3 separate regions of the Mus musculus genome follow, and regions 1 and 2 are each linked to region 3. Evidence: chromatin contacts called from public HiChIP or PLAC-seq data. All regions are on one chromosome and are shown on one strand. Each heading gives the region's core, a stretch centred on a gene start, on an enhancer-like site or on the middle of the called end of the contact. The rest is flanking DNA. Distances are from core to core; before and after follow the strand shown. Region 1 overlaps Cuedc1 (CUE domain containing 1). Region 2 overlaps Cuedc1 (CUE domain containing 1). Region 3 holds the start of Mrps23 (mitochondrial ribosomal protein S23).

What was found. HiChIP or PLAC-seq counts read pairs in DNA pulled down with a chosen protein or histone mark.
Region 1: an H3K27ac HiChIP or PLAC-seq map of heart atrium shows a contact between it and region 3, with 12 read pairs. The contact joins the enhancer-like site here to the promoter of Mrps23 in region 3. A contact is called at or near these places in 3 of 39 promoter capture datasets (embryonic stem cells, liver and macrophages), 2 of 484 Hi-C or Micro-C datasets (conventional dendritic cells and reprogramming fibroblasts), 15 of 115 datasets of contacts at active chromatin or transcription factors (craniofacial prominence, double positive thymocytes, embryonic forebrain and 8 more) and 4 of 9 other capture datasets (adipose tissue, liver, macrophages and 1 more).
Region 2: a contact with region 3 is called in an H3K27ac HiChIP or PLAC-seq map of embryonic stem cells, with 25 read pairs. The contact joins the enhancer-like site here to the promoter of Mrps23 in region 3. A contact is called at or near these places in 3 of 39 promoter capture datasets (hippocampal neurons, macrophages and pre-B cells), 7 of 484 Hi-C or Micro-C datasets (CD8 T cells, the G1E-ER4 cell line, the HL-1 cell line and 4 more), 11 of 115 datasets of contacts at active chromatin or transcription factors (CD8 T cells, effector CD8 T cells, embryonic stem cells and 3 more) and 3 of 9 other capture datasets (adipose tissue, liver and pancreatic islet).

What each region holds. Positions count from the first base shown.
Region 1 is chr11:88,117,675-88,120,518 of GRCm38.p6, reverse strand. The region is part of intron 1 of Cuedc1 (CUE domain containing 1); the gene reads right to left. Among named protein-coding and RNA genes, the nearest start is that of Cuedc1, 20 kb to the right of the region's middle. Within about 2 kb of position 1,543, at least 235 of the 459 cell types and tissues checked have an H3K27ac peak or open chromatin away from gene starts, as enhancers often do. A contact at or near this core is called in adipose tissue, craniofacial prominence, embryonic forebrain and 7 more, where this site is marked.
Region 2 is chr11:88,137,642-88,140,748 of GRCm38.p6, reverse strand. All of the region lies in intron 1 of Cuedc1 (CUE domain containing 1), which reads right to left. Among named protein-coding and RNA genes, the nearest start is that of Cuedc1, 40 kb to the right of the region's middle. Within about 2 kb of position 1,353, at least 128 of the 459 cell types and tissues checked have an H3K27ac peak or open chromatin away from gene starts, as enhancers often do. A contact at or near this core is called in the G1E-ER4 cell line, embryonic stem cells, hippocampal neurons and 3 more, where this site is marked.
Region 3 is chr11:88,202,777-88,205,688 of GRCm38.p6, reverse strand. It overlaps Mrps23 (mitochondrial ribosomal protein S23), which reads right to left and starts at 1,301. Exons shown (of 5, transcript NM_024174.6): 1 at 1,204-1,301; 2 at 330-500. The coding sequence starts at 1,247.

The DNA.
Region 1 (2,844 bases), core at 294-2,793, 85 kb after region 3:
ACCAGACAGGATGCTGCATCCTCAGACTAACAGTGACTTGGGAACAAATGGCAGACACGACAGCTTTCCTGGGATTTTGTTTTGTTTTGTTTTAATCTATTTACCTTTATTTTATGTGCACTGGTGTTTTGCCTCCACGTATGTCTATGTGACAGTATCAGGTCTTGGAGTTACAGAGAGTTGTGAGCTGCTATATGGTTGCTGGGATTGGAAGCCTGGGTCCTCTAGAAGAGCAATCTGTGCTCTTAACAATTGAACCATCTCTTTGGCTCCAGCTTTCCTGTTTTTTATATATTAGGAATATAACAATAAAACGTGAAAGGGGAGAATTCTGGAACTGAGCCCCCCTGCAAAGGCAGCGAAGCCCACGATCAGCATTTCTCCTGAATCTACTGGCATTGGCACACTCGCACAGGAGTGTAGACTGCCAGTGTGGTCGCCTCACATTTGATGAATACTTTAGCGCCTCTTTCTCTTCTCTTCCCTCTCTTCTCTTCCCTCTCTTCTCTTCTCCTCTCATTTTCTCTCCAACCCCCTTGCAGCCCAAGTTTCTTTCCCTTCTAACTCCCTAAGTAGCCAGTGATGACCGTGAGATTGTGAGCCTCCTGCCTTTCCCTCCCCAGCTCTGATAGAACACATGCGTGCCACCATACCCAATTTTATGCTAAGCTGGGTAGTAAACTTTGTATATGTTAGGCAACAGGGCTACCTCCCAGCTCCAGTGTTATACATGTTACATATTCGATACCCAGCAAAGAATCTGCTTAGGTGGCCATGGCTAGCTTGACGCCATCAGCACAGGACTTCCCACACTAAGGTGCCCAGTGTGTGTGACTTTCCTCTCTCCTTTAAACGGCACAGACAGCCCGTTGCCTGGAGACTGGGCACACTCTTCTGTTCACTCTTCCTTTCATTCTCCAGCAGCAGGTCTGAAAACAGTGGCCTCCAGGAAATACGCTTGGGGCCAGGGCAAAGGGGGTGAGGAGAGGCAGGAGTGTGCTCTTCTCCCAGGCAGCGACACCCCCCAGCCCCCCTTCTCTCTGTCTTCCTTTTCCTCCCCAGGTCTGAAAGGCCCAGCAAACCAAAAGGCTCCCACAGGGAACAAGGCCCCCTTTGAAAGCCAGTGTTTGCCTGGAGCTGCCGGCAGACAAGGGTTGCCATGGCCACTGAGCACCTTTGCCAGCCAAGCCTAGGCAGGCCCAGAAGAGCAGCTTAAACCACCAGACGCCCCAACTCTAACCCCTTCTAGGGTCCCAACTACTGTCAAACACACCTGTCCTGAGGCCCTATGGCTGTTGGAAGGTGATAATTGGGGAACCTCTAGACTGAAAACCTAACACCGGAAGGGACCAGAGGATGGAGGCCCCTCCCTGAGACACCAAGCAGAAATGTCAGGGCTCAGGGCTCGGAGCCACCGTGCTGGGGAGCAGCTCGCCAGAGCCATACTGCCTCAGGACCTGCCCTGCCTCCTGGGCCAGAGCCTGGCTGTGCTGCTAATGGGAATGACTTATTTATGTAATTCATTATCACTGGGGCCTGGATCCAAGAGAGGTGGGTGGAGGCCAGGCCCCAGCTGCTGAGGGAGGAAAGGGAGGGGCTGTCCTGAGGCTCAGTCTGGACCTGGCAGCCACAGAGCTTGCTGCTGCTGACTGCAGGGACCAGAGGACAAAGGCAAGGAGGAAAGGGGACAGGGCTGGACCCTGGAGGCTCCGTGGGGCTCTTGAGAGTGAGAATAGAATTCCTCAGAAGCAGAGGCCTAGCATACTTTTGCCTTTAAACTGCTCTGTGGTCCAAAAGGCGTCTTCATCTAAAAAACAAAAAACAAACAAACAAACAAACAAAAACCAGGCAGTGGTGTACACATATTCAAGCCCAGCCCTCAGAAGGCAGGGGCAGATGGCTCTGTGAGTTTGAGGCCAGCCTGATCAATAGAGTGAGTTCCAGGACAGCTAAGGTTACATAGTGAAACCCCATCTCGAAAATCCAAAAACCAAACAAAACAACAAAATAAACAAAAAAACTCCGAGCTCTGCAGCTTCAAGACGGAAATGCTCTCGTGTCCAACAGGAGGCCTCCTATACCTGACCCAGGATGGAAAGGAAGAGCCTAGAACCTTCCAGCATTCTGCAGTCATCCCTAAGATCCATCATGGAGGCTCCAGTGGAGGGGCAGGGGAACGGATCAGGCTTGGGATGACAGGTGGCTGGAGCTGGCTCCAGGGGCTGAGGCAGCGTGTCCACCCCAGCACTCACACCCCAGACAGGGCCAGGTTCTTAGGAAGATCCTCGTTCGAAGCCTCTGAGAGGCCCAGGCTGCCTCTGTGGCAGTCTCTCCATTTCTTTATCCCTGCCCCTGCCCCTGCTCTAGCTCCTGCCCGTCTGAGGGACTACATCTGTCCAATCTGGGAATTGGTCTCCGTCTTCCTTTCCTTCCTCTTCCTCCCCCTCCCCTTCCTCTCTCTCCTCTGTCTTGCTGTCTCTCTCCCAGACGTCTTACGTGCCATGCTGGAACTCTCCATAGAGATGAGGAAGTATGAACTTGAACTCCTGCCTCTACTTCCCCACGTTTGTGGGGTTTTGGTTGTGAGGATCAAACCTAGAGATTTGTACCTATTAGGGAAGCACTCTCCTAGCCAAGCTCCCTCTCTAGCCCTGTGGCCTTGGTTTCTAATAATAATATTAGTGATTCACTGAGCACCCGTTTCCTGTGATCCTCACCACACCCCCGAGAGGAGGGGAGGAAACACTGGCCATTAGGAAGTCTGCACAGGTCACATCACCAGTAAGTGAAGAACAAGGGCCCAAACCTAGCTGTTCAGTTTTCACCCCCTTGGTATAAAAATGC
Region 2 (3,107 bases), core at 104-2,603, 65 kb after region 3:
AAAGCCTGGAGGGATACTCGCTCTATCATCTCTCTTTCTAACACAATAAAAAGAGATTTAGGTTAGACTCCAGAGGAGATGTTAGAGGGTCGTTTACCCTCAGGGTAGACCTGGGAAAGCGGCAGCTTCAAGTGGCCACTTGGCACGCAACGGATAACTTAATCTTTACCACAGACCCCATTTAGAGGTCTCTTCAGGCAATGTGGCCCCACCTCCAGTCTCAAGGGAGGCTTTTGAACAATGTAAAACCCGAGGTCACGTGCATCTTTTGCTAATCTTAACAAGCAGATGGTCCGAGAGGTTAGATATTAGAAGGAAGTCTTTTTTTTTTTTTCAATAAATAAGGCAGGGTTTGCTGATTTAATCACCACCAGGGCTGCACTGAAATTTGCACCTGATTTCCTACTAAAAGCAGAGCCTACTAGTGCACCTGTTGGATAGTGAGTGGTGTGCAGCACACCCACACAGAGAGGACAGGCAAGCCAGCCGCTCAAGCAGAAAGCTCACAGCTCTCCTCAGGAGCCCCTCCCTTCCTGCCTGAAACACTGGAGGATCCTCAGGACACAAAGCAGACCCTGAGTATCCAAAAGCATTGAGCTTTGGCCTGGAACAGAAGGCCTCTGACAGGTTGTCACCAGCAGGGAAGACCCTGGACCAGCAGAGGGAAGGGGAGGTGCTGTGGATCGGGAGTGGGGGAGGGATGGGGGGGTGGGGGATAGATTTTTATCAAGTTGCTCCTTGGAGATGGGCTGCCGTTTTTTGAATGTCACTGGTTTGAACCAAACGTAAATTTACTATTGGCCCTAGGACAGAAGACAAAAACTGCATACCCAGATGTGGTTTTCTTTAGGGCAAATGCAGTCCTGCTACCAAAAGCCTGACTTTCTCCCCCATTCTAAGCTTCTCCAATCTCTTAGCCTCAAAGGTCTAGAAAGGTCAAAGGCCTTGCCTCCAAGGTCACACCAAAGAAGCTGAGCAAGCTGATCTCTACTCAGGATCCCGCCCCAGGTGGCCAGCAGCTGCCCCTGAGAATAGAGAACCTGGGGGCTGGGACGAGGGCATTTATGAGTCGCGGCATCCCGATGGTCTCAGGAGGCGAAAGGGAGACTGTGGACCCGGCAGCAGCCACGCTGTGGTTGTGGGGATGCTTGACTAGAGGACTAATCCCTGCCTGGCTCCCCAGGCCACCACAGTTGCTGTGATGAATTCACCTCCCCCTTTGATCCCAAAGAGGAGAGGGGGCGGGGGAGCATTGATTCACCCAAAGCAAAAGCAACACAAAGGCTGCACCTGTTTCCATGGAGACTCGATTGACTAAGCAAAGGAACAAAACAGGGAGCAAGAAACGCAAACCCGTCACCACCTTCCGGGCCAGCGTGATCGATGTTGGCGGGCCAGTGCCCGACAGGAAGACAACGGAAGGATGAAAGGTGATCGGCAGATCTGGGAGCACATGGGGAGCCCTTTCAGTTGGACCTCACTGGGCCCCGGGGCAAACAAACTGCCTGCCCGGCCCTGACTCCTGCGAGAAACCTGAACAGAAATCCCAAGTGATAGATTCTTCTCCTCACAAAGAGATTCTTTGCTCGACAAAGGAATTCCTGGAAACGACGAGGCAGAAAGGTTGGGAGGCAGACGCTTTCTCTCTGCCTCATGACCAACTTCTGAGGAACAGGGAGAGACTGAGGGAGTAACTTCCAGTAGCAAGTTTATAAGAGAAGACACCAAAATATCCACGGGGTATAGGCAAAAGGAGGGCATTATAAAACATCTGCCGGCAGAGGCCCACATAGTACCAGAGGACATTGCAGAAACGAGGGGACAAAAAGTAAGAGACCCAGCAGCAGGTGTCTGAGGATCCTGAAGGCTGTGTGGACGCTCACTCTTCAAGCTGTTATCCTTAGATGAAGAGGGAAAGTGGTGAACAGGCGTCATCTCTCCATGAACACGGACAAGAAGCCTGAGATGCCCTGAAAAACTGGGGGGTTGAAGGAAAGATGCCAGGTGTGTGATCAGCAGATGGCAGGGGCTTTAATGTAGTTATGGGAGTCCTTAGCTTGTTGTTTCTCTCCCTGACTCCCTCCCTCCCTCTTTCCCTCCCTTTCTCCCCCACCCCCACCCCCACTGTGGTATGTATGTAGAGGCCCCAGGCCACTCTCCACCTTACTTTTTGAGACAGAGTCTCTCACTGAACCTGGAGAGCAGCAACCTCCAGGGATGTTCTTGACTCTACCCATCCAGCACTGGGATTACAGGTGCACACTGGGCCCTGCTGTTTATGTGGCTGTTGGGGGAATCTGAACTCAGGTCCTCACACTTGCGTGACAAGCTCTGTACCAGCTGTGCCCTCTTCCCAGCCCTCCCAAGCCCTTTGGCTTGCTCTAGATGTTTATCAGGTGACACACGCTAAGCACCCACTTCTCACATGCTGCGGTCATGTCGGGAAGAAGGCAAAGTCCTTGGAGAGTCTCCCCAGGATGTTACAGAGCGAGGTCTTTTCCTGTCTATAATTCCTACGGGGGAACGGAAACCAAGGATAGCAACCAAAATATTCCCTGAGCATCCTGTGTGGGCCAGGCACTAAGGAACTATTAGACTCCCTCATCTTCTTCACCACCCCACGAGGGAACCATTATCCTCTCGGTTTCCTAACAGGGGAGCAGGCAGAGGGAGGAGAGGAGTGTGTCACGCGCCTGGCAAGAGGCAACGCCAATCTTCAAGCTCAGCTCTGCCCAGCTACTGAGCCTGTGGACAATGCCCTGCCTCACACCTGCCCAGTCAGCCTCATTCAAGAGTCCAAGGGTGAGGGCAGGCAAAGAACAGATACTGAAGTGGAGGCAGAGCAAGGACTCAGGGGACAGACTCTGTAGCCCTACCCCAAGGCACCTGTCTGCGGTGCTTTCCTTGGGAAAGGTGGCTGTGCTGTGGCCACATTCCTTCCTAGTCTGAGCTTAGTTTGCCCACTCTGTAGCAAGGACACATCCTTATAAGATAAGGAGATGAACATGTGACACACATCCAAGGTGTCAACCAGGCAGTGAAGAAGAAGAATAAATCCCAGCTCCCTCAGCAAACCTTCACAGAGCAGTCCTTGCAGGGCAAACACT
Region 3 (2,912 bases), core at 52-2,551:
AGCTGATGTTTGTCAAGGGCTGATCAAGTACCTCATACAGAACAGAGGCCAGTTAACAAACACTTTATCTGCAACTTTGTCAGTTTAGTCTCCAGATTCCACTTCTTAGAACTTCTGTTTCTGGGCTGGAGAGATGGCTCAGTGGTTAAGAGCACTGACTGCTCTTCCAGAGATCCTGAGTTCAATTCCCAGCAATCACATGGTGGCTCACAACCATCTGTAATGCGATCTGATATCCTCTTCTGGTGGTCTGGTTGGCAGACTTCTACATGAGCCTTCCTCTCTGAAGGTCTGCGGCACCCTGCTCACTATAGGGGATAGACACTTACGCTCGAATCTGATCCTCCTGGTAAAAGATGTCCTGGATGTCAGCTTTGGCTTTGCCGTATCGCAAGCGGGGCCTTCGGAAGACAGGCTCTCTCAGGGGTGGAAAGGCCTTATATATGTCATACCACAGTGGCTTCTCTTTCAACACCCCGGCCCGCATCAGATCCCTCGTCCTTAGAAAGGGAACAGAACCAAGGTCAGTCGGTTACCACAGGGTTGTAAAGTCTCTGAATCAACTTAAACGAAGGAAAGAGCAGCCTGGTAGGGGTGAGCTGAAATGGGCCTCCCGCCTAAAGGAGGCACGGCCAATACACACAGCAACCTAGCATGGCCACAGTGTTAAGTCCAGTTGGTTAGCTCTCATGTAGCCTAGGCTAGACTTAAACTAAAGAGTGTGGCCAAGGATGACCTTGAATTTAGTGCCTCCCTGCACTTCCCTAGAGCTAGGATTACAGCGTGTCCACGCAGGCTTTTTGTTTTGACAGAAGTCCACCAGTAGCCTTGCTACGAAGCCAGGTTGGCCCCGGTCTTGTGGCAATCCTCCTGCCTCGCCTCCTAAGTGCCGAGACTACGCGCGCGAGCCACGACACACAGCTTCCATCTTCTTGCACGGGTCCCACCCACCGTTCCATAGTGAAAAAGCAAGACCTGTCCAGTCAGGCCCTTCAGCTTCTTTACTGTAGAAGGTCTCCACCGAAATGGGGTGGCGAGCACAATCTGACAGGACAGAAATCCAAGGGGACAGAGACAAACCACACCGATTCCGTGCCAAGGGCATCACCTGGCTCGGACACCCGCAACCGCATCCCCTAAGGATATGCCAGGAGGGTCGTGACCCGCTAGGAACTCTGCCCTCGCCCAACTCGGAGCACGCACCGGGAGAACACGCTCCCCACCGTCTCCAGCCGGCTCCCCGCCATGGCCACTTGGGCTAGAAAGCCTCGGGCTGTTACCGGAAGCGGAAGCGGCAGCAAGCAAGCCAAGGGGGAACAAGCGGCTGGCCGAGCCGAGGATGACAGTCCCGCCTCGACGTCATCCGGACGGCGGAACCAGGCAGAAGCAAACGATGGGCTGAGCAGGAGCCCTCAGGTCCTGCGTCCGGGTGGGTGGGGGTGGGGTGGGGTGGTCAGATACGAATAATCGATTCCCGAGCCAAAAGAGCGGGAGCGCGCCAAAGCTGCGCAAGAGTAGCAAACGACCGGTCCTGGGGAAAGGTGGAGTGTGGCGCCTGCTTTCTTCTCTCTAACTTTGCAAAGCTTCCTCCTCTCTGGCAGGGTGGAGGGAATAGTGTGGAGCTCGCCGGGATGCAGCACATCCTACAGTCAGGAACAGCTAGCCAATATGACATTTGAGGACACCAGGCTCGACTAAGCCTAATCTTAGCCACTCACACTACTCAGAAACTGAGACCCAAATAGGGGCGAAGTAACTTTTCCAAGTGACACGAGCCTCCAGGCCTCCTTCCTCGGCCTTTTGCGCCTTAAGCGGGGCTCAGCAGAGCAGTCTGTTTTCAGGCTCAGTGGAAAGCTGCCTGTAAGTAGTAGTTCCTCCGCTGGAGGCGTCCCTCGCCCGCCCGCTAGCGCTGGAGTTTTAAGAAGTAAAAGCCCAGAATGAATGCATTCGGAGGAAGAAAATAAAAATCTGGGGGAACGTAGTCTGTCATTGTTCAACTGTTCAAAGTATGGGTTTGGAGGAATATCCGTTGGAGAAGCACCCCTTAGAAATTTCATCAGGGTATTTGTGCGAAGAACATCATGGTTGATCGTAGTGACAAGATTTAAAAAAAAACAACAACAACAACAAAAACAAAACATCGGGCTGGAGAAAGAGTTCATCAGTTAAGAGCACTGACTGCTCTTCCAGAGGACCCAGATTCGAGTTCTAGCACACACAGGGTGACATAACCACCTGTCACTCTAGTCCCTGGAGATTTGATGTTCTCTTCTGAACACTGCAGGTACCAGGCATGTATGTGGTGTACAGGCTTACGTTCGTGCAAAATACTGATACACATGAAATTAATTAAAATTCATCATATGATCAGGAGGTGGTGGGTCATACCTTTAATCCCAGAACTCAGGAGACAGAGGCGGACGATCTCTGAGTTTGAGGCCAGTCTGGTGATGTACAGATCAAGTTGCAGGACAGCCAGGGCTACACAGTGAGATGCTGTCTAAGAAAAATAAAAAAACAAAAAACAGAAGAGCAACAACAAATATTTCATCGAATGAAAAGTAGTAGAGGATGTTAGCACACGCCTTTGATCCCAGCACTTGAGATGCAGAGGCAGGCAGATATTGAATATCTGTAAGTTAAGGCCAGCCTGACCTACATGGTGAGTTTCAGAAGCCAAGGCTGTGTAGAGAAAGACCCTATCTCAAAATAAACTAGTGGCTGGAAAGTTAGGGTTTGTGCATTCTATGAAAGCCTATGCACCTGGTAAAATTAACGAGCTAGGACCATCTGTATTTACCTACCTACATTAATGCCCATGGCTTGGGGTTAAATGAAACATTGCAGAAATAGTTGTATGGGAATGAAATCTGTAAGAGCGGGGGGGGGGGGAGAGGGGGGCTGGAGAGATG